6 separate regions of the Mus musculus genome follow, and regions 1, 2, 4, 5 and 6 are each linked to region 3. Evidence: chromatin contacts called from public HiChIP or PLAC-seq and promoter capture Hi-C data. All regions are on one chromosome and are shown on one strand. Each heading gives the region's core, a stretch centred on a gene start, on an enhancer-like site or on the middle of the called end of the contact. The rest is flanking DNA. Distances are from core to core; before and after follow the strand shown.

What was found. Promoter capture Hi-C pulls out the DNA fragments that hold promoters and counts their contacts. HiChIP or PLAC-seq counts read pairs in DNA pulled down with a chosen protein or histone mark.
Region 1: an H3K4me3 HiChIP or PLAC-seq map of embryonic stem cells shows a contact between it and region 3, with 4 times the contacts expected there. The contact joins the promoter of Clcn7 here to the promoter of Tekt4 in region 3. A contact is called at or near these places in 1 of 39 promoter capture datasets (embryonic stem cells), 1 of 15 datasets of contacts at CTCF or cohesin (the NIH/3T3 cell line), 2 of 484 Hi-C or Micro-C datasets (both in embryonic stem cells), 6 of 115 datasets of contacts at active chromatin or transcription factors (the 230-238 cell line, embryonic limb bud, embryonic stem cells and 2 more) and 3 of 9 other capture datasets (adipose tissue, embryonic stem cells and macrophages).
Region 2: a contact with region 3 is called in a promoter capture Hi-C map of neural stem cells. The contact joins the promoter of Telo2 here to the promoter of Tekt4 in region 3. A contact is called at or near these places in 7 of 39 promoter capture datasets (the HPC-7 cell line, embryonic stem cells, hippocampal neurons and 3 more), 1 of 15 datasets of contacts at CTCF or cohesin (the NIH/3T3 cell line), 10 of 484 Hi-C or Micro-C datasets (the HL-1 cell line, the N1E-115 cell line, embryonic stem cells and 2 more), 4 of 115 datasets of contacts at active chromatin or transcription factors (embryonic forebrain, embryonic stem cells and large pre-B cells) and 3 of 9 other capture datasets (embryonic stem cells, macrophages and pancreatic islet).
Region 4: an H3K4me3 HiChIP or PLAC-seq map of bone marrow-derived macrophages shows a contact between it and region 3, with 2.8 times the contacts expected there. The contact joins the promoter of BC003965 here to the promoter of Tekt4 in region 3. A contact is called at or near these places in 3 of 484 Hi-C or Micro-C datasets (the Ba/F3 cell line, the G1E-ER4 cell line and the N1E-115 cell line), 2 of 115 datasets of contacts at active chromatin or transcription factors (bone marrow-derived macrophages and embryonic stem cells) and 2 of 9 other capture datasets (adipose tissue and pancreatic islet).
Region 5: a contact with region 3 is called in a promoter capture Hi-C map of the HPC-7 cell line. The contact joins the promoter of Tmem204 here to the promoter of Tekt4 in region 3. A contact is called at or near these places in 5 of 39 promoter capture datasets (the C10 cell line, the HPC-7 cell line, embryonic stem cells and 1 more) and 1 of 9 other capture datasets (embryonic stem cells).
Region 6: a promoter capture Hi-C map of hippocampal neurons shows a contact between it and region 3, with 3 times the contacts expected there. The contact joins the enhancer-like site here to the promoter of Tekt4 in region 3. A contact is called at or near these places in 5 of 39 promoter capture datasets (embryonic stem cells, hippocampal neurons, liver and 1 more), 2 of 484 Hi-C or Micro-C datasets (cortical neurons and myocytes) and 2 of 9 other capture datasets (embryonic stem cells and pancreatic islet).

What each region holds. Positions count from the first base shown.
Region 1 is chr17:25,131,361-25,134,963 of GRCm38.p6, reverse strand. Clcn7 (chloride channel, voltage-sensitive 7) reads right to left here and starts at 1,573. Exons shown (of 25, transcript NM_011930.4): 1 at 1,350-1,573. The coding sequence starts at 1,487.
Region 2 is chr17:25,114,140-25,117,800 of GRCm38.p6, reverse strand. It overlaps Telo2 (telomere maintenance 2), which reads left to right and starts at 1,834. Exons shown (of 21, transcript NM_001163661.1): 1 at 1,834-2,388; 2 at 2,516-2,864. The coding sequence starts at 2,530.
Region 3 is chr17:25,470,196-25,473,869 of GRCm38.p6, reverse strand. Tekt4 (tektin 4) reads right to left here and starts at 2,280. Exons shown (of 6, transcript NM_027951.1): 1 at 1,615-2,280; 2 at 64-134. The coding sequence starts at 2,148.
Region 4 is chr17:25,182,183-25,185,869 of GRCm38.p6, reverse strand. BC003965 (cDNA sequence BC003965) reads right to left here and starts at 1,309. Exons shown (of 2, transcript NM_183150.2): 1 at 1,230-1,309; 2 at 1-1,150. The coding sequence starts at 1,261. The coding sequence ends at 772.
Region 5 is chr17:25,079,826-25,083,106 of GRCm38.p6, reverse strand. Tmem204 (transmembrane protein 204) reads left to right here and starts at 1,993. Exons shown (of 3, transcript NM_001001183.1): 1 at 1,993-2,843. The coding sequence starts at 2,564. The region is part of intron 18 of Ift140 (intraflagellar transport 140); the gene reads right to left.
Region 6 is chr17:25,209,131-25,212,645 of GRCm38.p6, reverse strand. It overlaps Unkl (unkempt family like zinc finger), which reads right to left. Exons shown (of 15, transcript NM_001197024.1): 7 at 3,008-3,092; 8 at 1,760-1,842. Among named protein-coding and RNA genes, the nearest start is that of Gm52286, 21 kb to the right of the region's middle. Within about 2 kb of position 1,890, at least 84 of the 459 cell types and tissues checked have an H3K27ac peak or open chromatin away from gene starts, as enhancers often do. A contact at or near this core is called in hippocampal neurons and myocytes, where this site is marked.

The sequences.
Region 1 (3,603 bases), core at 324-2,823, 340 kb after region 3:
TGTGTGTGTGTGTGTGTGTGTGTGTGTGTGTGTGTGTGTGGTGGAGGCCTCTCTAGTGGAGGCCAGGAGAGGAAAAGGTGGTCAGATCACCTGAAACTACAGTTATAAGTGGTTGAGCCACTGGACCTGGGTGCTAGGACCTGAACTTGAGTCTTCTCCAAGAGCAGCAATAGCCCCCTTCCCCAAAGGTTACTTTCTTTACAACAGGGATAACAAATCACACCACCCAGAAACACCCTAGGGAGGCAGACACAGCTCTACCACCTTACTTATTTCTGATCACTACTGCAGACCGGAGTCACAAGCACACGTCCTTCAAAAGGGCCTGAGCTGCTTCCCAGCAACAAGGAGCTGACTTTGACTTTCACTGTCCACTGCACCTTCAAGGGTCTAGCAAAGAAAGCCTAAATGTAAGTTTTGATGCGGTAGCCCTATCTTGTGCTCTTCTTAGCCTTTAAAACAGCAGGAGTGTTTGTTAAGACACCTCTAACATCAGGAGGAGGAAGGGTAAAGGACAGTTATAAAACAGACTAACATCAAGGAATTGATATAAGTAACTGACTCAAAATTAACACGATGCACACAGGCAAAAGAAGCAAAAGCACACAAGTAAACAAGCCTGTCCCGGTCTTAAACGCTAGGCATTTGAAGGCACAAACTGTTCGCAGTGCTGAGCACACTCTGGCCTCTGACTTGTTGCTTATCATGTCTGGCTGCACATTCCAAGTTCAACTAGGTAGTAAGAGAAAATGAGTGGGGATGCTTGACACTGCAATTGTGTCCCAAACGTCTGGAATTACTCCTGTGAGAAAGGAGACAGGCACTTTCACCGAAAGCACAATTCTGCCATTTAAATTGAAAACTACCAAGCGTGTAGTCCAGGCCTTCCAAGTTCTTGGGAAAATGAGACAGGATTATGAATTCATTGGTGGTCTCACTGTGAGACCTTATCTTGAAACGTCAAGGGCTATGGGTGCAGAGCTGAGGTCGTTATGATTGCCTTGTATGTGTAAACCCTGGCTTGACCCTCACCACGAAAAGTAAAATTAAAAAACAAAAGCAACGTTAAAGTCTTGGGATCTCTTGCTGAAAAGTCAGCGACAACGGTTCCTGGAGGAGAGGGTATCATTTTCTCTGATGGTGTAGCCACTGAGGAACGAGATGGGAAGAAGGGGTTCAAAGAGAAAGAAAGAAGAGGTTTATGAGTGCGAGGCTATCAAAAATAAAAGTCTTCCAGGATTCAAAAAAATAACAGAGGAGAGCACCGTGGCCTCCCTCTGGGCCCCGCCAGCACACTGAGGACCGGCGCAGCGATCCCGGCGGCTGCATCTCCGGCCCGCGGGCCTCACCTGGCGCGCGCCCGGCCCAGCTCCGTTCAGCAGCGGCGTCTCCTCGTCAGGCTGCCCTGTCCTTCGAAGCAGTGGCGCCCCCTCCTCATCATCGCGATCTCGGCCGGACCAAGACACTTTCTTAGAGACGTTGGCCATGGCCCACTGAGGACCAAACTCAACAAGAACAGCCGGCAGACCGGCAGCATTCCCGTGACCCGCGCCCAGGTCTCACGTGATCTATCATCGGTGCCCACGTGACTGACGACGGAGGCCGGCAAGATCCGGGAGCGCGGAGTCTCCTGGGAATTGTGGTTCACTGGTCGTTGCAGCCCAGGGTAGAAACCTAGAACTCAAAATCCCTAGCAATTAGTGTCTTCACTGAAGGCAGTGACCCAAACTCCAGAGAAGAACCAGCCCGAGATGCACGCCTAGTCCTCCAAGAGATGATATGGAAAAAAAAAAAATAAACTACCTGTAAAAGTTCTGGAATCGTCCCTCTCAACTAAGTTGGCTTCATGTGTTTCCTGTGCTCAAAGGGCAGCCAAACTGCTGCAATTCCGGGAAAGGGATTGAGACCCTGATGCCACACCACTTCCAGTAGGATCTGTATGACAAGTTCCACAAACTGAGGCTATTGACCTCAAAAGGGGTAGGCCTCCTGGAACCGGTGTGGAACTCTTCGCCGGAGAAAAAAATATTGAGTGGTAGTTCTTATGGCAATGTTTTGTTTTCTCTTATTCCTTTTCTTATTTACATGTTCCTGGTAGCCTAGGCCAAGATCTTAAGCAAGAATAATGGGTAAGAAACCAACCCTAGAGATGGGGGCCACTAACATGACCTTATCCCCCGGGAAAACAATGCCTTACTTTCTAAATCATTTACAAAACTATTACGATAGATAAAAACTTTCCCAACAATAAAATTTCATATGGCTGCACGTGTGTCATCGGAGGTGGATTTTGGTGTATGGTAAAGAAAGCCTTAATTAGAAAGAATTAAAATAGTTTGAATTTACATATTGAAGATTTGTTAAAAAAGAAAAAGAAAAAACCCAGATACTAGATGTTAAATAGTAATTGACCATGGGGCTAGAGAGTTAGTTCAGTGGTTAAGAGCACTGACCATTAAAGATTTATTAACCTGCTCCTAGAAATAAGCCACTAGACTTGGACAACAGCCCCCACTGAATACATCCTTTTAGAATTGTTATATTTTGATGATTTATATTAATAATGATGTTACCTGTACTGTTTGTGATTCACTGAATGCATAGTTTCAGAGTTGTAATGCTTGGATGATTTTTGTGCTTTACTGTGCCAAATGATTTTTGTTGGTATTTGTGATTGTTTCACTGGATATAGTTTCTAAGAGATGTAATGTTTGGTTTTTTAATGTATAAAATCCCCTGCTTGAGAGCTGCAAAATGCACTCAGATTCAAACTGCCTCTGTGTTTGTTTCTGTTTGTCACCACCGAATCCTTACCCACCTAGCTTTGAGGACCCTCATTCCAGAGACCCCCATAACCGACTTGGGTGGACCGTGGCACCCTGAAGTGCCAAATTAGGAAAGACTGGGGTTCCTCCGAGGAGGAGACTAGGACAGCACATGGGCGTGGCATTAACTAGCCGCAGGTTGCTTTAGGCAATAGTATTTTAGGAAGATTAAGTTTGCCTTAGTATCGGTGTTACATCAACAAAGTTGTTCTTAGATGTATCCTGAATTATGTAGGGGCAAGGATTGGGATTTGATACTACAACTTCAGGGACCCGAGAGTGACTGTAATCATGGGTGGCACTCTACAGAGAAAGAACGATGTTACAAAGTTTACTTCTGAGCAGTGTCATGGCAGTTGCATTACAGAGGATGGTAGAAGGAAGCAAGGAAGAAAGTGTCCACTTAATGAAGGAAATAGGTATATAATGTGAAAGCTACATTTAACAGAGAAATATCAGAGAGGGCTGGGGTTAATATGTACGACATAGAAAGATTCTATAAAAATAGTTAAAATACAATTCAGGACATCAGTGGTGACAAAGATCATATGTAAGAGAGTTAACAAGGGTTCTAGGATATATATGTACATTCATCTATATATGTGTACATATATATATCCTAGATTTTATATATATATATATGCATATACATGTATATAATATTACCTTGAAACTTTTTTATTTGAAAATTTTCAAATCAGAAAGTTTTAAGTTCATCTTAACCTCTAAGGGTGAGAGGATTATAGGAAATGTCCTTCCTTTCATACAATTCAAAGTA
Region 2 (3,661 bases), core at 585-3,084, 360 kb after region 3:
TTTGTTCTAAAACAAATAAGGACACCCATCTCCGCCTGAACACTGGCCAGGGGCTAAGCACTGTTAACATTTATTATTGTAAGCACTCTGGTATTCATTTCCAGAAAAATAAGCAAAAATATTGGGTGCTGAGGTGACACGAGCTCTTAACTAGCAACTGCTAGGTTTTCCATTCTGGATGGCTTTAGCAAAAGAATTGCCAGTCAACAACTCCTGGCCTGCCCTAATGCCAGCTCTGACTATCCAGGAAACTCTGAGGGCCTTGAGAAAACTACAAGGTTGCAAATTGCTTCAGGTCTGGAAGATACAGCCCCAAGGCTTTTTGCAACCATTTCGACCAGGTTGAGAAGAACACGTCCTCTGGTGGCCTAGCTGAGGAACTACAGAGGCTGGTGCAAAGACTGTTAGCAGAGGAAGTGCCCCTTTTCAGGATTTGAAGGCAGCCGCTTTGACTCCCTCTGGGAGAGACTTTCCTCATCTCCTCCCTTTTGTTGCAGCTTTAGGTACAGTAAAAGGCTCCTCTCCAGGGTTTGCTTGCCTACTCTCAGTAATGTGGGCTAAGCTGTTATCATGAAAAAAAAAGAGGTGGCAGAGACAGCTGAGCAATTGGCAGGCCAAGCTACAAAAGGGACAGGACAGTCAGTTTTGTCATAGCTGAGGAAGCAGTAGCCAAGGCATCAGGGGAGTGCAGAAACTGAGACTGAATGAGGATAATTGACTAAACCAGAGAAGAGATGGCATAGCCTTGGATGCCAGATGAGTTCCAGAGAGCCAAGAGGTCTCAACCCTAGGCCAAGAATTTTAACACTGGCTGTCATTAAGAGCGAAGGTCTACACAAAAATTGTAAAGCTGTAGGGCTGAAGAGTCCCTACAATCACCAAATCTGCTTAGTGGAAGCTGCACCAGCCACAGGAAAGAGCCAAGGATTCCTGACCTACGTAAGAGCTAGAATACTTTTAGGGCTAAGGGTCCCAATGCCTCCAGTCCCCTAATACTAGGGGAGTCATCTGCCATCTCTCACTGAGGCCAAACATGGAGAAAAAAAAAAAAAAAAGAAAGCTACCATTTGAAGACCTTCTCTTTGACTAACCCCAGTTTTTATTTGTGTAGAGATCCTGGCTGGCTGATCGGTAACACTTCCATGGATGCTGGGAACTGAACTTGGGACCTTGGCAAGAGCCACACGTAATTTAACCTCTAAGATAATCGCTCTGGCCCCTGGTATGCTCTGCTAACTGCTAAGCCTTGAGTGGGCTCATTTCCTGCTCAGGAAGGGTAATTTTGCTTGATGATGTTGAATGAATACAGCTTGCTCAGATTTCCACCCACACCCAGTTCCGCTGAAATGTTGCTCCCTCAATGTATCTTCCAGATCAGGATGGTCAAGAAAAGTTCTGCCATGATGGAATGTTTCACACTGCTAAGTTCAGACGACAGTCAGGATCCCTGGGTGTTTACTCAGCTAGTGGTGTTTCATTTAGGGCAGTTTAGACGCAGTTTGCGTGTTCGCAGTAAACGTGCACCCTTGTGTACCACCAAATACATCAGCGCATCCGCATTACAACTTGGCCATATCCGCTGTTCCTGGCTTCCTTATTCTGTTTCCCTCAGGGCGCCTAGAGAGTTGATTAGTGCTCTAGAGTGGAAAGTCATCCGACCCAAGGCAGCATAGTGGGGTAATGTGCTGGGGAAAGTCTCTCCAGAATTAAGGAAAACAGAGACAGCAGTCACCAGGGGACCAATAGAGCGGACACGCCTACCGGAGTCCTGCCCTCAGGCCTTGCCCACCGTAGGCTCTTAGGCCACGCCTCTTCCTCCTCTTGCGCAGGCGCAGATGCTGCGGTCATCAGCGCGTTGGCGCGCCGCTGATTCGTCCCTAGCCACGCGTTTGTATCAGCCCCAGAAATTCTAAATATCCGTGCAGGTTTCACGTGAGCTCTGCGACTCGAATTCACAGCTGCCCTCAGCTGACACTGAATCTGGCGCGTGGTCCTGGTGCCGTGGCGAATCAGCGGCGCGCAAGAGGGAGCATGTGGCCTCGGCTCTGAAGCATGCTGGCCAGAGGAACCCTGTAGGAGTGGTTGGTCCAGTCGGGGCTGCAGTGTCCTGCCTTGCAGCATGGCCAGTTCCCATACGAGCCGAAGGCCTCGTGTTTAGGGGGCTGGGTGCTAACCTGGAGCTGCAGACGGAGGAGGAGTTTTAGTTATTGCACCCTGGCAAGCCACTCACTCATCCAACTATCAGTGGGTTTGACAGAGGAGACAGCCACAGTGCACCGGTGCAGTCCGGGACTGAAGCTCTGTCAGATCATCGGGCAGGCGGGAAACCCGGAAGAAGGACGGGAGAGCGTGAGTGAGATTGTGAGTGAAGCGCCTGGAAGCGCAGAAGTAAGTGCGTGTGTGTAGGGGGGTGGGGCCTGAGATTTGGAACCGGCCCAACTGTTTCCTCCCTTAACATCGTGGGTGCCATGGGAAGAATTCTTGACACTCTAACATGCTTTTCTCGGACCCTCAGCCCTGTTCTGCAGGATGGACCCAGCCCTGTCTGCTGTCCGGCTCACCGTCCAGGAAGCCATTCACATCCTTTCATCCTCAGAGGATGCTGGCCATATCCTTTCTACCCTGGGGACTCTGAAACGATACCTCGGTGGAACCGAGGATCCAGTTCTTCCTGAGGAGAAGGAGGAGTTTGCCACTGTCCACTTCTCAGCCGTCCTTAGATGTCTGGTCAGCAAGCTGAGCCCAGGTTGGCTGGAGCTGTCCCCCGGTGGCCAGCTGGAGCGGCTTTGGGAGAGCTTCTTCCTGGATGGCCCTCCAGACCAAGCCTTCCTGGTGCTGATGGAAGCCATTGAGAGCACTGCTGGGTGAGCAGTTAGTGAGCAACAGGGCGCCCAAGTTCTGAGAAGGTTCCCAACACCTTAAAACTGTAAGGGGAAGGACCCTGCATCTTAGCCTGGCCTCACTCCTTCTTGTTGAAGGCTGGGAGGAAGAATAGGGTTCCTTGCAGATCAGCACTCAGAGAGTCTCCACTGTCCCTAGCTGATGCCCTAAAGGTCACTTGTTGTCTTCTACTGGGCCCATTCTTTATTCTGTGGCACTTTCAGGATCATCAGGACATTTCAGGGTTTTTTTGTTTGTTTGTTTGTTTGTTTTTGTTTTTCGAGACAGGTTTCTCTGTGTAGCCCTGGCTGTCCTGGAACTCACTCTGTAGACCAGGCTGGTCTCGAACTCAGAAATCCACCTGGCTCTGCCTCCCAAGTGCTGGGATTAAAGGCGTGTGCCACCACCGCCCGGCTAACATGTCAGGTTTTAAATGTTTATCTACCACATTGCTGCTATGGATCCCTGTGTACCCAGGTCCCACATCCGGTTGAATGGCAGTCCTTGGAAGGATCTGTGGCTGTGAGAAGCTGGGGTTTTATAAACTGCTGGGGTGTGGGGGTGGAGAGATGGTTCAGTGCTTAAGAGCACTGGCTGCTTTCCCAGAGGACTGGGTTCAGTTCCCAGCACCCACATGGCTGCTCACAACTCAGTGCAACTCCAGTTCCAGAGGATCTGACACCCTGTTCTGATTTCATAGGTTCTTCGTGCATGTAGTATACAGGCAAAACACCCACACATAAAATATCAAAACTTAAAAAAAAAAAGAAAGAAAGAAAGA
Region 3 (3,674 bases), core at 1,031-3,530:
CCTCAGACCAGCCTTGGGGACAGAGTCCAGCCCTCGGGTCCCTCAGGGGCTGCTGTGACCCACCGTATCTGGTCCACGGCTTGTCCTATCGTCCTCTTCAGGAGTTCCTGGATGTTCCTGATCAGCTCGGTTTCCTGGAAATGAGACCGGTCCTCTCTGAGCAACCCTGCTCAGAGACTCGGGGACTCAGCAGGAGCCAAGGTATGGACCTCACCAGCATTGACTTTTTGCCTTAATCTCTGTCCCCCCTCCACCCCCAGAAAAAGGTTCAGCCCTTGTGTGCGACGTTCACTCCGGGTAGTGTTAGCATGTTGCAAGTGAGTGTCTCCTCTAAAGGGTATCTTTTTGCTGTTGGGTCACCTAAGACAGCTGTCCAGACTCTGGGATCATCCCCAAAACTCCCACAGTTTCCTGAGGAGCATACCAGCCTTATATCGAGCTCTATACTGCCTCTGAGGAACTCAAGCCCACGGGACATCAGATGCCCTCTGTCTGCCCACTTCCCACCAAGAATAGGTAGGAAACTCTAAGTTTCCTTTAACCCCAACATTTTCTGGGTGCCAGGATTATCTTGTGCTCAAACCCACCTGGGCCATGATCTCCAGTGTCCAGTGTCCTCGGTCCCTCTCCCATCTCTGCACCCACTGGCCGAAGTGGGCAAGGCCTAGGGGTAGGACAGGAGTTCTCTGGGGCCCCAGCCTGGCGGTTTATTCCCCAGCTCCATCATTCATCCTTGCCCATGGGCCTGAGGCTACCACAGGAGGCGCCAGCTCTGAGGAATTCCCAGTTGTGTGGCACCCAGGCTGAGTGGCCCCATAATCACACAAGACTCCCCAAAGCAAGCTGCGCTGGGGTTTGAGGGAAAGGTACCCGATGAAGGGAGGGGGACGTGGCAGGGTTTGTTTTCGGTTCAGTTTGGGTTTTGGTGTTTGTTTAAGAGTCTCATATGTAGTCCAGGCTGGCCTGGAGCTCGTGTTCCTTCCTCAGTTTCCCTGACACTGGGATTATAGTGTATACTAGGAGAACATTGAAGCTCAGGCTCTGGGGTTCTGGGGCTCTGGGGAGAGAGAGCAGATGCCATGGGCATCCACAAGCCCTCCATACATGCAACACTGGCTGGCCCGGCTTTCTACCCTGAACACCAATAGCACTGCAAGGGGCATGCATGGTGGTACGGGGGAGCCTTTGGCTTAGCCAAAAACAAAACAACCTCAGCCAGAAGAATGTGGCGCACGCCTTTAATCCCAGCACTTGGGAGGCAGAGGCAGGTAAATCTCCTAGTTTGAGGCCAGCTTTGGTCTACAGAGTGAGTTCCAGGACAGACAGAGATACACTGAGAAATCCTGTCTTGGAAAACAGACAAACAAAAAAGCCCAAAGCCCACCACCACCGACAACAAAAATCCCCTCAGAGTCAGACTGAACGTCTTTGAAATCTTATGGGCTGGAAGGAATCCCACAAGAGAGAAAGTTACTTGGATGTGGTAGAAATTCCGCTATCTGAAGGATCAGGAGTCCTGCATAGGCACAGTGCTGTGTGAACCCTAAGGCCCTGTGTTATCTCTATGAGAGCCAGAGCCTGCCTCCCACGCTGAGCCCGAGCCACTGGTTGCACCTTCAGTAGCTCCACCTCCACATAGTCCCGGACAAGGTCTGGGTGCTGGCGGCGTTCTCTGCACTGCAGGTTGTCAGTAGCAATGGAGTAAGGCACGGAGGTGGCATCCAAGGCGCGCTGTAGCCGCAGCTTCTGGGCCATCATCAGGTCCGTCTCGGAAGACAGCTCGTCTATCTCTCGCTGCAGCTCTGACTTCCAGCAATGCATGTCCTCCAGGCGCTCTCCCACCTTTCTTGTGGAGTCAAGTTGTGTGCGCTGGGCCAGTGCCCCAGTCTCGGCTACCAGCTGCCCGCTCTCATGCCGCTGCCGCTCAGAGTAGTCCCGGTCTGCGAAGGCCTGGTGGTAGCGGGCATAAGAGTTCTGAAACCACTCGTCCCTCAGGTATTTGGCTGTGCGGAAGCCAGCGGTGGCCAGACCCGAGGACGTGTAGGCGCCAGTATTGCAGGCCACTTCATATTCTTTGCGCGGAAGCTCACAGACATCTATTGACTGTGGGGCCGGCTCCTTGGTCAGGAGCACGCCCGTTTGGGCCATGGTACCCACTGCCTGGCTAAGCAGGAAGGGAGGCGGAATGAAGAGAGGGTCACTGGGCAATTGTCCAGGCACGATCAATGGAGCAGTACTGGTCACTCTGTCCCAAGCAAGGTTCCTGGTTGCCTAAGGAACATTGTATACACCAACTGCCTCCTGTTGCTGAGCAACAGGGTCACTCAAGGGGGAGGAGCAGAACTGCCCTCTTAAAGGGCCAAGCAGTGTCTGGGAACATAGCTGGGTAAAAGGTAAAAATGTTTGCCTCGCAAGAACATGAGTTTGTTTCCCAGGACACAGGTGGGGGCAGGGGGGGATGGGTGTGGTGGCATATGCTTGCAATCCCTGCACTGGGACGGCAGAAACGGTTAATCTGTGGTGTTCACAGGCCAACCAGCCCAACTGTATTTGACGAGTGAAAGACCTTGTTGAAAATAAGGTTGGCCAGGCATAGTGGCAAATACTTCTAATGCCAGCACTCAGGAGGCAGAGACAAGTGGAGCTCTCTGATTTCAAGGATAGCACGGTCTACGTAGTGAGTTCCAGCTTGGTCTGGGCTATATAGCAGGACCCCCATCTCAAACAAAACCCCCAATAACAACAAAAACAGACAAAACCCCAAAATGGATGGTGCTTGAGAAATGTCCCCTAAGGTTTCCAATGCACACAAATACTCATATGCCCATGTGCGTGCGCATGCACAAGCTCTCTCTCTCTCTCTCTTTCACACACACACACACACAGACACACACACACACACACAGGCAATCCCCAACTCTCAACTCTTCACCACACTGTGATCCGAGCCACAGAGGCTCAGGACTTGTTCCCTGGGACCCTTGGGCTCCAGGGCTGGGGTAGTGAAGGGCCTTGGGGTCCAGGGCTGGGGTAGTGAAGGGCCTTGGGGTCCAGGGCTGGGGTATGAAGGGTCTTGAGGTCCAGGGCTGGGGTAGTGAAGGCTCCAAGGTCCCTGACACCCCTGCCCTCCTCCCTGGCTCCTTGGCTCCTTTTCTGAGATGTTCTTCCATGATCTGGTCCTGAGTGTGGGCTTTGCCCTGCTGGAGGAGGACGGAGGAGGTTCTGCCTACTTAACGACCCCTTTGGGTGATCTGTGGGAGGTGGGGGCCATGGAAATGTGAGCAGGTTCCTCAGCCTGAGAAGTGCCTCTCATCCTCAACATTACCCTAAGCCACCCTAGGACTCCACAACTTGGCCCATTGCGCATGTGGTCTGAACCCCGCATGCAGGCCCAGAGGACCAAACATCCACCCTACCTCAGCCTCCAGGACTCACTTTGGGACCTGAACCCATGAGAGTATCCACAGCCACCCTGACCCCATCTATTCCCAGGGCCACTGTGTAAGGGCCAGCCCCTCTTCTTCTTCCTGTATCCCATAGCTGGACTTAGATCAGAGCCTCCTGGGGATTTGGGTCAGTGTTCTGAAGGGGGTTCACCCACTGAATGTATCTGGAGTCACGTATCCTGATCTGCTCAAAAAGGGGAGGCACTTTCTGTCTGGGCAGTTGTTCCC
Region 4 (3,687 bases), core at 60-2,559, 290 kb after region 3:
TTTGTTTTGTTTGAGACAGGCCCTCCCTACGTAGCCCAAGCAGACCCCAAACTTAGGATCCTCCTGCCTCAGTTTCATAAGTGTTGAGATGACAAGCATACCCTACCACTTCTGTCAAGTTTTTAAGTTCTCATGTGGGAATGAAGAGCAGAAGAGAAAAAAAAAAAAAAAAAGATGGCAGCAGAAGCAGGAAGCAGGCTGATATCTAAGTCTACAGCAAGGCTGGTTTACATAGCCAGTTCTAGGCCTGCCAGAGCTAAATAGGGGGACTGTGTTTCAAAACAAAAAAACCAAAGCCTACTTGATGATGAAAGGGGAGGTGAGAAAATTGAGTTCATTAGACTTTACCAAATGTATTTTCCATTTGTTAGTTTTTAAAATAGCTTCAACTGATGTTGCACACATATAGGTAATTACACTTCAGCAGTTAGTCTGTCTCGGAAAGCGAATGAACTGCAGGTAACACCTCCACCAGATGAACGCTGGAAACATGATTAGGCTGTATGAACACATCATAACTCAAGAGCATAAGGTGCACCCAAAACCTTTTCTAGGAACCTCAAAAGTTCTATGGACGTAATCACTGGGCATTGGTGTTCGGCAAAGATCAGATTTCAAGCCTCCAACTTTGTGCTGTGTTCTTGTGTCTCAGCGCCAAGAGCGCCATCCAAGTCCTTTAAGCAACGAGGACATGCGCAGAACCAGTTCAGAAATCGTCAAATTCAACAACGAAAGGACGGCTGCCTAGTCCCTTCCTCAGCACGCACCCTGTTACGTTCTAGCCCCGTAGAGGGCCGGAGCTTCAAGCTCCTCCGGAGGACCTTCCGGCTCCTCCTCGTCCTCCTCTTCCAACACCTGCCTCAACCACAGGTCCATGCCGCTCTCCTCCCTCTGGTAGCACCATACAACCAGAGCCACGAGTGTGAGGGTGAGCGGCAGCACTTTCCACCAGGGCCGCTGCTGCGGCTTCCCCAGGGAATGCTCCACGGTCCAGCGGATCGGGGTGGCTTTGCTGCCGGAAAATTGGATCGGGAGGTTGGGGTCGTCGTCCTCCTCTTCCCTGTCTGCAGGCTGAGCTGGAGACCGGCCACGGGGCGGCGGATGCAAACTTCGCGAAGCCCAGCCCACGAGCCGCAGAGCCCGGACCGCTCTGGAAGAGAGACAGCAGTAAGCGTCCCGGAGCCACGGCCACCTCCCACCCTCACGCACCGGCACCTCACGGCTCTCACCCCGCAGCCCGTGAGCACAGGACACTGTTCATAGCGACCTCGACTCGCACGCTGAGGCGCACCGCGCTTTCGTCACTTCCGTCGCACAAAACCGGAAGCCGAACTTCACATCCAATTTCACGACTACAAAACGTGGGTCCAGCGGCGCAACGGAAATGATGCATTTCCTCTCGCTAGCTCTTCCGTCTCCGGCCTCGCCCTGATCACTATCTGGACGACTTACGGGTTTGTGTCGTTCTGGGTCCTTCCATTGAGACCTGATCCGGCGCGGCGGATTGAAAGTGAAGCAGACTCGGTTCTCCGAAGAGCTTGGCCCGAGGCTGTTTAGTGTGATGCCCAAGGACTTGAGAACCCGTGGCATCTGCTGGCTTCTTTCCAGGACCATCGTCCGGGAGGGACTTGGTCCCTGTTCTCCATGAGCGCATCTTCCAGTCTTAGCGCTCCATCCGAGCTCTCAGGCACGGAGGCGGGAAACCCTCGCGCCTTAAACGCCTCCCGGCCTGGCCGTCCCTTTGAAAAGGCTTGTAGAAACATCACCTCCACCTAGACTATCCCAGGTCCCCAGAATCCATTTGCCTTCAGGAAGAATGGAAATGGCTCTGTGTAGACCATAGGCTGACCAGATCTCGGACAGCCTACAGGGAGGCGATTCTGAAATTACACTCCCATAGCTAACGTGCACCTGGCCTTTTGATCTGGAAGCTGATTGAAGCTCTGCATCGTCAGAATCAGCCAGGCAACCTTGTAATCCCAATACTGTGGAGGCAGATAGAAGAGAATCACTGGTCCCAAGTACTACACAGCTTAACATCAACCCAATTTAAAATACAAAAAAAAAAAAAAAAAAAAGAGGATCAGCCCTAAAGGTGTCTGTCTTCTTAGTACCTGTGCTGTGTAGAAGCTAGAGTGAGTTATATTACACCTGGTCTTACCGCAGGGCTCAATAATGATTATCACTCCGATTTTATTCTTGATCTGTAAACCAGTGACATGAATAAAAACAAAAAAACACCTCTTCCTCTATCTCATGGGGCTGTGAGTTCCTTTCTGGGCAAGCAGAGTCCCCATGATTTATTTTGCTCAGGAGGGTGTCTGAGGGCACCACAGCATGCATGACAAGGGAGAAGTTAGGCAGGAAAAGGACCCTTCAGCCTTTGGCTGTTAGTGATGTAGATATTCCTGCTAGAGTGAGGGCCAGTCTTACACAGCACTCCAAGAAGGTAGAGGGTGCCCTCACTAGGCAGCATAGAGGGGAGACACACAACTCACAGTGCAGCAACCTGGCTCCTGAAGACATGAAGTTCAGCTACAAAAACCCAGCCCAACTGTCCTGTCTTCACTTGAAACTCCTCTGCTGGGGGACTGGACTTGAACTTCTCCCCATGCAGGGAAATAGGGGTCTGATATCAATTGGATCCAGAAGCTTGGGGGGGAAATTTACACCTGTTGCAACTGCAGGATTTGGGAGCAGCCTGCAAACTCACTTGCCTTGTTCCCTGCAGGTGGTTTTGCCCGCTCTTTGCTCAAGGTCTCCCACCTGGGGAAGCACACTCTGTCATCCTGAAGGTGACCATAGCTTTTGGATGTTTACTGCTTTGTGGGAAAGAAAGGGTCCTGGGAAATGCCCTTACTCTGAGCTGTAATCTAGCCCAGGATGGAACAAAATCAGGAGCCTCCTGTGACCGGGAGCCACTTACTAACGGGAAAAGCCTCACACTCCACTCTGTTCTTCCTCAAGGCACTCTCACTGAGTTAGAGCAGGAGCAATGATAGAGATGTCGGGAGCCCAGCAACACCTGTGAGGTTCCCCCCGCCCCATACACTAAGAGGCCCAACCCAGGACCCTGACTAAGAGCTGCTGTGTCAACAGAGGCACCTGTCTACCAAGGTCCTCCTCCCTGGGCCCCACCCCACCTGTTCCATCACAGAACCCCACACTGCTACACCAGTTTCCTAGCAAGGACCTCACAGCACCTAGGCCCTTAACTATAGGGAACATGCAAACCAGGGTGAGCTTTCAGAAGGAAATGGAGCTTAAGGGCCCTAAGGTGTAACGGGAATCAGGCTTCCTGGATTGGATACTGTAGGAGAGCCAGGCTCAAGCTGCACAGGATAGCCCATGGGACCAGACAAGGAGGTACAGCAAGAGTTAAGAGTTTCATCCTTGGGTGGGCTAGCCTCTGACAATGACCAATGAGCCCATCTCAGTCTCAGTGACTGTCTCAGATCAGAGGCAGAAAGAGACATTTTAGGGCTGGCAAGACAGGTGGTTCAATCTGTGAAGTGCTCACCATGCAAGCATGAGGCCCTGAGCTGGAGCCTTACCAGACACATAAGAAGCTCTATGTATGTTTGTAATTCCAGCTCTGGGGATGCAGAAAAGAGGGATCTGTGGAGCTCTCTCATTACCCAGTATGGCTTAACTGCCAAGTCCCAGGTCCCAGTAAGAGACCCTCGC
Region 5 (3,281 bases), core at 744-3,243, 390 kb after region 3:
TTAGGGGACAGACACCTGCAAATAAAAGTTCCTAGAAGCACAGGTGGGGATCAGGGCCCTGGTTTCCTCCCCACCCAGCTCAGGAAAGTCAAAGCCAGAACTGGTGCAAGGGCCTTCCCTCCCTGAGATGCCCACACGTGTCCTGCAGCCTTCAGGGCCAGCTGTACAATGCTGAGACAGGAGGATGTCATCAGTTTGAGAGTTAGAGAATCTTAACACAGCTTCTCGGTTCTCACCGGGAATTAGCCATTTACTAACCACCCAAAAAATAAAGGAGGAAAATAGATGTTCTCTTAACGGAGACTTTGGGAGACCTTCCTTTCAAATATTTCATCTCTGAAGTGTTGTGTAGGAGATGTTGCACCCTAATTCTGCCTCTGGGGGGAGGCACAGGCAGAAACAATGACAGCTGTACCACTTAAGTGCCTTCGGAGTCATAGCACAAGCTGAGGGTAGATGGCACCCCACACGGCTTGTCAAGTCCCTCCTACTTAGAACATACCCCACAGGGAGGCTGGCCCAGAGACCTGGAATGAAGCGTAAATTTCCTTCAGGCCCTGAGCAATAAGAATAAAAAATATAAATAAGCCACAATGACACTTGCTACAAACTTGAGGGTGAAAAATCATATTATTCCTCAGAGGACTTACATTCTCAGAACTGCTGACAGTCAAAAGGCTGGACAGAGACAGAGTCCTTGCCTTTTGGAATGTAAACTTAAGGAGTGCCAGGAGCCTGACTATATATGGGAACGTGTGATTGAAGGCAGCCACACTAGGAAGTAGGGGGTGGCCCAGCATGTCAGTTCATGAAGACAGGAAAGGTCGGTTCCGGCCTGTCCCGGCCAGTGCACTAGTCAGCACCAGGCTGTCCCAATCCTGCCCGGTGCGGTGCGGTGCAGTACGTGTGTTTGAGATGGTTCAGCCCACAGCTCCTGCGTTCTTGTGTTCATTTATGCAGCTCTGGAACCCTGGTGGGAGGCTCTGGAGGCGGGACACAGTCTCAGACCTGGTGGCTTTTATTTACCAGAGCTGAAGCGCTATGAGGAAGGAGAGCAAATGTACAGTCGCTCTGTCCAGCCTCAGGGGAGCGAGCACTTTGCTAGTAAGCAAACTTGGCTGCTCAGAAGTCACATCAGCTATCCAGCCTGCTTGGTGGCACAACCCCTTACAGAATCCCACCTTTTCTTGCCAGCCCAAGAACAACCCCTTGCAGAGGTTCCTCAAGGTTCCCCTTCCTTGTAAGGTCTGAGTACACTTGCTCCCTTGAGGTGAATGGATCTCTGTCAGCAGATGGTGGCCTGCCTCAGGTGCCTCTACACCTTACTCTGTCCTGCCATTAGTTCCACATGTTGTGGTGACCCCCAACCATAAAATTAGTTTGTTGCTATTTCACAACTGTAATTTTGCTATTGTTATGAATTCTAATGCAAATATCTGTGTTTTCTGATGGTCTCAGGTGACCCGTGTAAAAGGGTCATTTGACCCCCAAAGAGGTCATGACCTACAGACTGAGAACCACTGCTTTAGACATTGGGGATTCACAGCACCTATCATGCCTTAGGCAATGGATGGATGGATGGATGGATGGATGGATGGACACCTAGTCCCTGAGGATTCTGCCTGCCCGTGCTGTCTGCAGCATCCCCTGGTCCGGGACCTAGCACAGCTGGCTAGGTTTGACGGCAACAGGTAAGAAGATGAGTGTCCTGGCTGGCATCCCTGACTATTCCTATGGGACAGGAAGATGGGGAGGGGCAGCCAGTGGTGGGCTGGAGCAGGCCTCTGAAGTCTCCCCAGGCCTTTCCCATCAGGAAGCACATCCTGTTAGTGTCTGGCTCTGTGGCAGGGCTGCTATTTGTTGCAGTTGGCTACGCCCTCCTGCTCACCAAAAACAGCCTCAAAAACAACCATTTCCTCTCTGCTGAGAGACAGGGAAACGGGAGCTCACACACATACGCGCATACACATGCTTCCTTGTGGCAGGCGTTCTGCTTTTCAGGACCTGCCATTTGTGGCAGAGATACCAAGACGGGATACATAGCAGAGAGGTGGCCAAACCCACACTGCGTCCACAACCCTGTTCCTCCATCAGACTGGCTCCCACAGCCCGTTCTGAGGCGCGTAACCTGGCTGATTCCCACGCTGTGCCTGCCTCCCGAGTTGCTGTCCATTTTCCACTGCTGTAGGCAAGAGGCACTGTGGACACAGCCTCCCTGGCCTCTGTTCCAAAGAAGACGACCCACTTACAACTCTGGATTCTCGCTGGTGCAGCCAGTGCCCCAGATTTCTCCCTGGAATGGGTCTTGGGGAGACCAGCTTCAGCACAGGCTTGTCCCTGCTCCAGGCTCAAGAGGCAGGCTAAGACAGGGCTGTGAGTAGCTCTCTTGGACCCGTCCCATGGGCGACATCCTCCTGTGCCGGGCTGGAGCTGCCGCATAGCTTCCCAAGGATGAGTGCTGATGTCCTCTAGCCACCCCTAGCAGCATCTTGGCTTTCTCTGGATGCACAGCGGCTGACTGGGACTTGGAACTCTCCGAGATAGACAGTCCTGGAAGTCAGAGATGACTCTCCAGAAGCTTGTGGCCACCGCTGTGCTGGTGGCCCTGGTCTCCCTCATCCTCAACAACGCAGCAGCCTTCACCCCCAATTGGGTGTACCAGACGCTGGAGGACGGACGCAAGCGGAGTGTGGGGCTGTGGAAGTCTTGCTGGCTGGTGGACAGGGGTAAGGGAGTCACAAGCCCTGGGACTCGAACTGGGCAGGTGGACACCCATGACTGTGAGGTTCTAGGATGGGGCTCGGAATCAGCAGGTTTCCAGGAGTCCCGAGGCACCGTCAAACGTAAGTCTTGTTATTTTTCTGTCACCTTCCAGTGGTTAGGTGAGGGGAGGTTGTGTCCGTCCATGCTGAGGGTGGCAGCAGGGAACCTGCACCTCCTGCCCACCCTGACAAGCAACGCTACAGAGCTCCACTGTTCAGCTTAGACTCTGTCTGTGGCTTCCTTCACAAGAAGTCACTCCCGTGGCTGGAGGCTCCTTCTCTGCCATTACATGTGGCTGAAGGATGAAAGATGGGTATCCTAATCAAAGCAAGTCATTTTTCCTTGGTTAGAAAGAAATATTACTTAATAAGGAAAACAAGAAGTGTGAGAACATGTGGCTGAGTTCTGTCTTAACGGCTGAGGTGGTCAGGGCCTTTCGGACAGTGCAGGAGACTCTGGCTGGGATGTCCGGGAGACCAGAGGAGGCACAGAGCAGCAAAGGGCAGAGTGTTACCTCC
Region 6 (3,515 bases), core at 641-3,140, 260 kb after region 3:
CTCTTTTTTTGTTTGTTTGTTTTTTTCGAGACAGGGTTTCTCTGTATAGCCCTGGCTGTCCTGGAACTCACTTTGTAGACCAGGCTGGCCTCAAACTCAGAAATCCACCTGCCTCTGCCTCCCAAGTGCTGGGATTAAAGGAGTGCGCCACCACCGCCCGGTGTGTGCAGATCTCTTGCTTGACCCAAACAGCACCAAGGCTAAGTCTGTTCAGAATTGCCCAAGGGAGGTTGTGGTGGTTTGAATAGGTTTAGCCTCATAGACTCATGTTTGAAAGTCTGGCTATAGGGAGTGACACTACCAGGAGATGTGGCCTTGTTGGAAGAAGTATGTCACTTTGTGGGAGGTCTGCTCTGCTCAGGCTACACACAGGGTGGAATCTAGTCTACTCGTGGCTGCCAGCCGATCAAGATGTCGAATTCTTAGCTACTCTAGCACCATGCCTGTCTGCACACCGCCATGGTCTTGCCATGATGATAATGAACCTCTGAACCTGTAAGCCAGGTCCAATTAAATGTTGTCCTTTGTAGTGTTGCCTTGGTCATGGTGTCTCTTCACAGCAATGAAACCCTAAGACAGGCCCAGCTGTGCCTCCTTGAAGGAGAAGAGCTCCCAGCATTTCAAGTGGCCCTGTGAGGGTTTTGTGACAATTCCAAGAGACGTGGAAAGTTCTGAGTATAGAGTGCCCGCAGGGTTCCAGGCCCAGAGCAGGAAAGAATGTAGAGATGACTCATCCACAGGCACTCCTCCACCCTCACTCAGAGAGAGAGGGACTCTCGGGAGAGCTCACTGACACCAGCAACAGAGCATCACAGACTGGGGCCTCCTGAGCCGAGAGCAGCAGAGGATGCCTGCCATACCTAGAACACATATGGAGCCTGCCCTACCAGCCAGAGAAGACCATCCTAGGCAGAAGGGCCAAAGAACAAAAGTGACTAAACCCTAGACCACAAAGAAACACCTACAGAACCTCAGGAGCCCTAACAGACTCAGGGTCCAACAGTGGCTTAGCAACCAAGTGCAGCGACACCCTGACTGCATGAGCTGAGCAGAGCGGCTCTGTTCAACTAATTCAGGGAGACTTCTTTTTTTCCCCTCATTTTTAATAGTTTGTTTTTGTTTTGTTTTGTTTTAAGACAGGGTTTCTGGAACTCACTTTATAAACCAGGCTGTCCTCAAACTCAGAGACCTCCTACCTCCACCTCCTGAATGCTGGGCATAAACCACACTGCCCAGCAACCTCAGGACTACGTCAATGTCACACAAACTGTTTAGAACCAAATGCTATTTTAAATCCGTTTTTGAACATCCTGTCCCTATCCTGGGATGGCTCCCCAGGGACCTACTCTAGTGGCTGACTCTGGCACGAACAGGAAGTGACTTCTCAGTCCGAGAACGATCCATCCTCATCACACCCATCAGATACAGGACGCCCCTCACCCAAAGCATGGGGATGCCGAGTAACAGACTGAGATGCTGCATCAGATACCACTTGTTGATGACCTCCAACTGCCTAGGACGGACAGCCCAAGGGATCTGCCAAGTCGAGGGCTGGCAAGGCACCAGATGCCCGCTAAGGCCGAATCCCACAAAGCAGTGCAGCAGGGGCATGATGTCCTGCTCCAGCCCAGGCAAGACTTTTCTAGACTATCTGAGGAGGAATCACAACTCCACATGTAGGCTGCTTTCAGCCACACCACCCAAACCTCACCCCATGCCTGTCCCCTCAGTGGGACTGATCCAAGCAGTGTCCACTTACACTTCCAGGCTGGCTGCTATAAGCTGAGGTGCTGTTGGAACTGAGATCACGGCAGCTCCACTCGTTCACCATAGCCAGGCTCTCTGCCAAGAGAAAAAAAAGAGAAACTGGCACTGAGGGGCCGCCAGCTGGCCCACAGGACAGGTGGAGAGGACCGGTTGATGTTGTAACCACTTCCCTTGTTCTGGGTGGCAGGCCAGCCCACACAGAGCCATGAAATTAAAATAAAAAATTCTTTTTTGCTGGGTGGTGATGGCGGCGGTGCACGCCTTTAATCCCAGCACTTGGGAGACAGAGGCAGGTGGATTTCTGAGTTCGAGGCCAGCCTGGTCTACAGAGTGAGTTCCAGGACAGCCAGGGCTACACAGAGAAACCTTGTCTCGGAAAAAAAAAAAAAAAATTCTTTTTAGGGGCTGGAGAGGTGGCTCAATGGTTGGTACATCTGTTTTAAGGTGTGTATTCTGTGTGGATGTGTGCATGTGAGTACAGGTGCTCCGGGGGTCCCTGAGTGTGCATTTGATTCCCTAGCGGTTGTGGGTGCTGGGAATTCAGCTCTCGACTCTGCAAGAGCAATGCATGCTCTTAACTACTGAACCATCTCTCTAGCCCCAAATAGTGCTATTTGGGTTCAATCATTTTTAACATGAACAACAACATGTCAAGTGTGATCAGAAACAGCTGCCACTCCAACTGGAACAGAAAATGAAGTCTGAGCTTGCAACTGCTTTATAACCACCAGAACTCAGACTCCTGAGCTGGGGGAGCAGCTTTAGAGAATCAATTATGAGCCTATGTGACAATAAATGACCGTAGGGTCTGAGGCCAGCTGGCCAAGCCCAACTAAGGATCTTGGCACCTCTAGCTACAGGGACAGAAAGTGACTCTACAAAGCCACTGACACTCAGTCCCAGCAGGACAGCAGCAAAGCAGGTGAGCACGAGAATGACAACAGATCCGTATCCCCAGGAGGCAGGTGGGACCTAGGAGGCCGGGGACAGGGGTCCTTTCAAGCATCACAGGTCTAGTCTGTCCCAGGTGCAAAGGGCAAGGCAGGTCCAGCCATGAGGCATGAGCCCTCCCCTCTCCCTGCCCCCACCCCAGCCATCTCAACGGGCATTATATACAGGATTCCCAGACATGCCTAGTCCCAGGTCACTGTGAGACTGTGGAGCTGCTGAGTGAGCTCCTTGGCCACATGGTGGCTGAGGTGCCCCCTCCCCCACACCCCCCTGAAGATCGTCTACTTACTCTCAGTGTGTGCAAAGGCACAGAAAGGGCCCCGAGGGCAGTAGCCAGTTTGGCGCATATCGTTGCATTTTGTAGATTTGTAGATCTAGGAAATCAGACAAAACATGGTGGCTTAGTGATCTGTTTTCTATGAAGCGCAGCTGGCCGCTTAGAACACCGAAGCAAACAGAGTGAGTGAGCACTTCCCAGCTGCAGAACAAATCTGCAGTGTCTCCAAAAGCTCATGAAGGCCTGGCTCTTAGACCAGAAGATGCTGGACCGGTGACAAGGCAGGGCCTAGTGCAAGGCCCCTGTAACTATGAGATATGCTTGTGATCATGACTGGGAACCTCCAAATCTTTGAGCTACACAACCCTTTCCTTTCTAGTGATAGACAGATGGCCACCATACCATTTGCCCCTAGATGCCCTTGGTCCTAAAAACCCTCCGCTCTGCAAAATGTATTGGTCAGAGCCAAGTCTGTCTGTCAGACCGCCAGGCAAAGACTACTTGACACTCTGGAAAGGTG